2 separate regions of the Mus musculus genome follow, and region 2 is linked to region 1. The links are chromatin contacts, called in public Hi-C maps. All regions are on one chromosome and are shown on one strand. The core of a region is the stretch at or near the end of the contact, and the rest is flanking DNA. Distances in the headings are between cores, read along the strand shown. Region 1 overlaps Lrrk1 (leucine-rich repeat kinase 1). Region 2 overlaps Asb7 (ankyrin repeat and SOCS box-containing 7).

Region 1 (2,893 bases), core at 319-2,818:
AAATTCAATCCACTCCTCTTGATTGGAAATTTGGCTTATTTCAAATTTCTTACCAGTAATGTACAGAATTTTTTGCCTATTTGTTTTCTTATTGTAAGGCTATTTTCTTAGCATGCGTGGGTGTCCCAAATGGAGAGTATAGGTATGCACGCTTTTGTTAGCACATTAATATAAAACAGTGAGTTTTGTTTTGACACTTTCATACATGACGTATGCCAAACCATTGGCTAAAAAGCAAACCCAAAATTACCCTCCTGCCAACAGCTCACGGGGAATAAGAATTGAATGTTACCGTGGAAACCCTTCATCAATACTTTGTTTGCATTACTTTGGTTAGCCTAGGCTTAATCATTTAATTTAATGTTAGAAATGATTCCATTTTTAAGCCTCTAGCCAATTCTCAGAAAAGTCAGAGATTGGGAGACAATGAGCACCGTGAAGAGGACATTTGATATTGCTCTGGTTATGAATTCTCGGGGCCACACCTATGTGTGCGAGATGGCCCAACTGTTGGGTCCACAAGGTGATGTAATCCCCAGTGTTCCCTGGCTGTAGGATGCTATGAAGAATTCCCAAAGCGTCAGATAACAGCTCAACACAATTTGAAAAGCTCTCCAATATAGTTTCAGTAAATAAGCCGGTAACTTCTATTAAGAAGGACGAATGGATGCAGGCATGCAGAAGAAAGTCATGTACTAGTGCATATAAAAAATAAAAACAATTAGGCGTGATTTTAAAAACTGAAGAGAAGCTGGTGGAACTGGTGTGCGTCTCAGCATTCCTCTCTCGGTGCAGCTGAGAACCCTGCACATTCCGTACACAGCAATGCTGCATGCACTGCAGTGGACATTTTCAAGTGAGAGAGAAAAGACCTGCTAGTGTGGTCAGAGCTGGGGGGGGGTGTTGCACCTCTGGGGGGTCCCTCTCACCTTCGTTGCATCCCTGATAGAACAACAAGAAGCTGGCGACTCAGAAACAAATGGACACAGACAAAGAAGCTCTAAGGGAAGGCAGAGCACTAGGCAAGGGCAGCATGAAAAAACAGTCTATAGGCAACGCCCAGCCACACCATAGCAGTGTCTGCAGCCCTTCCCCATCACACTCCTGCCAAGGCCAGGTGGAGAGGCTCTAACCCAGCCAGGCTGTAAAAGTTGTCCCAGTCATCCAAGAAGTCTGCTGGGAGCTGGGACGTTAATCAGCACTCAGGCACTAGGTGGTAATATAATAACCATCCCCCCAACATACACACACACACACACACACACACACACACACACTGCTTTCACTGGAGACCTAAGGAGCATGAAAGACCTTCCTGCCCAACAGGACCCAGGAGTCCATTCCCCTTGTCCCATCTAATTCTGAGTAGTTCCTGTTTTCCCAGGAGTGATTAATCCACACAACTGTTCACCCACCAGAGTTAGCAGAGTCCAAGCCCAGGACTTGAATAGGATCCCGTTCCTAAAATACATTTTCACTAATCACCAGATCCTAATAAACACACTCTCCTCAGGAAACAGAAAAATATCACTCAGAGAGAACAGGGCAGCCACAGTGTCCGCAGCTGGATGAGTCAGACGTTTGGAAGCTCAGACAAGACCTCTAAAACAGACCAAACACTCCTGCGAGCAAACACGAGCATGCTTAAAGCAAAAGTAAACAGCAGGAGTCACCAAAGAAGGAGTGTCATGGAGGAGCAAAGGGGGATGAAATGGAAATTTTAGAATCTCTAAAATACAATAGCTGAAGGTTTCTTTTGTAGACAGACTCAAGTCTAGAATAGAGAAGACAGAAGAAAGAATCTATACCCTGATAGATTGAGAAGGAGGGAAGGGGAGAATGAGAGGGAAGGGAAAAAGGAAGACACAGGGAGGAGGAGAGATGGGAGAAGGGGAGATGGAAAAGAAGGGGGAGAGATGGGAAGAAAGAGGGCGAGATATGGGGAGGGGAGAGGAGAGGAAGGAGAAGAGAACGAGAAAAGGGAGAGATGGGGATGGAGGAAGGAAGAAAGGAAAGGGAGGGGAGAGGGAGAGATGGAGAAGGGAAAGGGTAGAGAAGAAAGGGGAAGAGGAAGGGGGAGAGGGAGTGAGGAAGGAGCAAGAGATTGAAAGAGCCCCAGAGGAGGTAAGAATTTTAGCTGAACTCATGCTCTCAGAGTCCACAAGGAGTGGAAGGAAACGCACTGAACCCTAATTTAGGAAACTGAAAACTCCTCCAAAGCAGAGAAGACAAAGCCAGCAGAGTGGAGAAGCAAGAAGGTCCCCGACAGGAGCGATGTCAGTGACCAGTGCTCCCCACATATCATACTCAAGCCACCATAAAAACAAAAGAAACAAAACCAAAACTATTGAAAGCTCTGAAGCTCTGGGGGGAGGAGAGAGAGAGAGGGAGAGGAAGAGGGAGAAGGAGATATGTTTCCTTGGGGGGGGGGAACAATTTGAACGACATTGTCAGACACCAAGGATCCAGGGGAAGTGACACAAAGCACTAACGAAGGAGAGGGGTCAACTTAAAGCCCCATGGCCTGGAGAATACCCCTCAAGAAGGAAGAGAAAATGAATACATTCTGGAATGATGGAGATGAGAGAACTAACGTCTGGAAGGAAGGTGTCCCTAACGGAGCAGCTATACCTAAAGGACGAACCAAGCAAGGGCTGTTGGGAATTAGGAGCCTGGTGAGAACAAAGCACAAGCACACAGAATAGGCTGTTAGTTCATTCTTTGTCCCTCGAGTTGTATTTGACAGTTGAAGCAAACGGAACCATCGCTTAATACAGCTCTTAATATAGAAAGAGGGGATTTTTAAAAACAAGGCAATTATCTAATAAAGGTAAAATTTCAATGCTATCTAAACTGATTTTAAAATTACTGAAAATAGTACTTTATCGGTCTA
Region 2 (2,724 bases), core at 85-2,584, 310 kb before region 1:
TGAAGGCATGCATAACCTAGTGTGCCATGTGTTCCTGATGACAAGTTTATGTTACTGTGTGCATGGGTAAAAGATCCACTAGAAGTTTAAGATACACCAATGGACTATAATCTAAACGTACAGAAAGTTCATCAATGTATTTCAGATTCTGTGCCACCGTTGGGACTGGGGAGACGGCTGAGCTGGTAGTGTTTGCCAAGCAAGCATGGAGACATCAGTTTGGATAAGCAGCACCCAGATAACATGCTGGCCATGGTAGCATGCTTTTGTAACCCCAGCAGCAGGCGAGTGAAGACAGGAGGATCCCTGGGGCTTCCGGGCCAGCTCCCAGCCAGTCGCTGACCTCCAGCTTTAGTGAGAGACCCTGCCTCAAAAAATAAGGTGAAGGAGCAGTTGAGGAAGACAGTATTTACTACTGGCCTCTGCACACACATGCACTTCATATGTATGCAACACACACACACACACACACACACACACACACACACACACACACACATCAAATTGAAAAAGAAAAAAGCTCCTTGTCTCATTTTACGACAGGTTCATAGAGGATCCAAGGTTAGCTGGAAAAGGCTGTTCTAAGTACTCCTTGCTTTCCTAGCAACATATTTGAGTGAAGCTAGCCTCGGGGCTAGCACACTGCATCAGGCTAGCACAGTGTGCCAGGCCGGCACAGTGCACCAGGCTAGCACACTGCATCAGGCTAGCACAGTGTGCCAGGCTAGCACTCGGAAGTTCAGAGCAGATGGAAGGCAGACATTTGCAGGAAAGGAGCAACAGCCCTCTCTTTGCAGCCACCTTGTTCTGAAAGTGACTCTGGTTTTTATTTGTTTTCATAAAAATTACGTCAGCTGATAAACTGATCATTGTTATTTTTAAGCAAGTCAAAATGTTTCTGAAATGTGTAGTTTTCTGAGTATGGTAACTATAGAGCAGTATAATCAGCAGAAGCAAAAGTTCTCTGAGAGTTTCCCACTGTAAAGGTACAGAGGCATCCATCCGCCAGCTAAGCAAGGCGACTGAGCACTGTGGAATTTCCACATTTTCAGTGCTAAAGATCAACGCCAGGGCAGTGGGCATACTCAGTAATTGGTCCACGGTTACCATCACTATGCCACATGCCAGCCCTACATTCAGGGGTTTTAAAGGTATCCTCTCAGCCTGGTGTTTGAGAATTTGAAGAATCGTTAATGTATTTTTGATTAAAAAATCTGGGTAAGTTGAAAGCTTGCCTCACACTTGCCTGCGTATGGCTTTGGCTCTGGAGAGACCCCTCCTTCCTGACTGACATTTATAAAATTGTGGCTTTGCTGACTCAGGATTAGTGATCCTATCAGTTGGGAATTTTAGTATGTTGGATCCTGAAGGCAGTTTTCAGAGACTAGTCATGCACAGAACATGTCAGACATGCCAGGTCCCCGAGTAAATGAACCACCCATCACCTTGCTGGCGTGGCCTTCTTCCAGTGGCCTGCTCCACGGCTGGTCTGGACGTCCGCGGGTTCACTGAGACATTGACTGGGGCAGTTGCCTGTGTCTCAGAAGCATCGTGCAAAACCTAGAGTCACTGTCAGCACACCTTCAGTGCTGTGTAAAAGGCAGGCCCGGGGGATTTGGATTTGTGTGTTTTAAGGAATTAAATAGCTCATAATGCTGAAAGGGAAAGCTGAAGAGGCTGGGAATTGAGTTGTGTAAACTGTTTCACAGGAGACTTACTCTGTCAAGTGCTTAGGATAGTTGCTTGCTGGAACATTAATCACAGATGTTTAAAAATATTGTTTTATAAATATCGAAGTAACCAGAAATATTTTTTTGTTTAGATTTCAGTAGTAGTCAAGTACTATGTTATTAAAACACACACACAAAGTACTATGTTTACAGAAATAAGACTTGAGACTAAAAGTAAAAATGAAGAAAAAAAGAGAAAAAACCCTTTGAGGCCTGGGGGCCAGGGGAGACTTGGTTTTGAAGCTCTGTAGTAGAGTAAGTGCTTAGTGTGCAAGGGGCCCTGGGTTCAATCCCTGGCACCACCAACACAGACACACACACACCTCACGTCATACATACACATGCACACACACACACACACCTTTTAAAAATGCAGGCTAACAAAAGGCATGGCCTCTCAGTGTTTTAAAATTTAAGGACGTCAAACAGGCTGTGGCTTTCTGAGCTAAATTCAGCCCAGAGTAGTATGCCGTGGCTTCACCACACACACAGCCTAGATGACAACCGTCCTGACCTACTATGCTCATTCCTAGTGCTTCTGTTGTTATTTTATGGGATGACCTATTATAAGTATACTCTCTATGTGGAGAATTCATGTGACTCGTTTTAACTAAGGGTCTTTACATTTTTTTTTTCCCTAGTGAATTGGAAACTTTTGCCAGATCATCTACTTTAGAGCCTTACAGGAGTTTCTACTGTTAACATATTAAAAATGAACACTGTGGTCATTTAGATAACACCACATCTTAGGTTCTTTGACACAGAGACCATCCTTTTAAATAAATCCCTCTCTTCTCACTAACCTGAAAGGCTCTTCTTCCATACCTTCTTGAGGTGTTTATAAATCCCTACTGTCAGGGTTGGTACCTATAGATGCCTTGACATTTGAGAGAAAACCACGGATCACTTTTGCCTGACTCTGTTACTTCTCAGTCACTGTGATAAAACACCATGACAAGGCATGTCTAGAAGAAAGGATGAGAGGCTGAAGGGC

The links. A called contact is a pair of places that touch in the nucleus more often than the background predicts.
Region 2: a Hi-C map of embryonic fibroblasts shows a contact between it and region 1, with 3 times the contacts expected there. The contact joins two enhancer-like sites. A contact is called at or near these places in 4 of 15 datasets of contacts at CTCF or cohesin (the NIH/3T3 cell line, embryonic stem cells, large pre-B cells and 1 more), 5 of 484 Hi-C or Micro-C datasets (LSK cells, embryonic fibroblasts and embryonic stem cells), 6 of 115 datasets of contacts at active chromatin or transcription factors (bone marrow-derived dendritic cells, embryonic basal ganglia, embryonic stem cells and 1 more) and 2 of 9 other capture datasets (adipose tissue and embryonic stem cells).

Annotation. Positions count from the first base shown.
Region 1 is chr7:66,338,491-66,341,383 of GRCm38.p6, reverse strand. The region is part of intron 3 of Lrrk1 (leucine-rich repeat kinase 1); the gene reads left to right. Among named protein-coding and RNA genes, the nearest start is that of Mir7057, 42 kb to the left of the region's middle. Within about 2 kb of position 1,568, at least 74 of the 459 cell types and tissues checked have an H3K27ac peak or open chromatin away from gene starts, as enhancers often do. A contact at or near this core is called in embryonic fibroblasts, where this site is marked.
Region 2 is chr7:66,652,446-66,655,169 of GRCm38.p6, reverse strand. All of the region lies in intron 5 of Asb7 (ankyrin repeat and SOCS box-containing 7), which reads left to right. Among named protein-coding and RNA genes, the nearest start is that of Asb7, 36 kb to the left of the region's middle. Within about 2 kb of position 1,334, at least 56 of the 459 cell types and tissues checked have an H3K27ac peak or open chromatin away from gene starts, as enhancers often do. A contact at or near this core is called in embryonic fibroblasts, where this site is marked.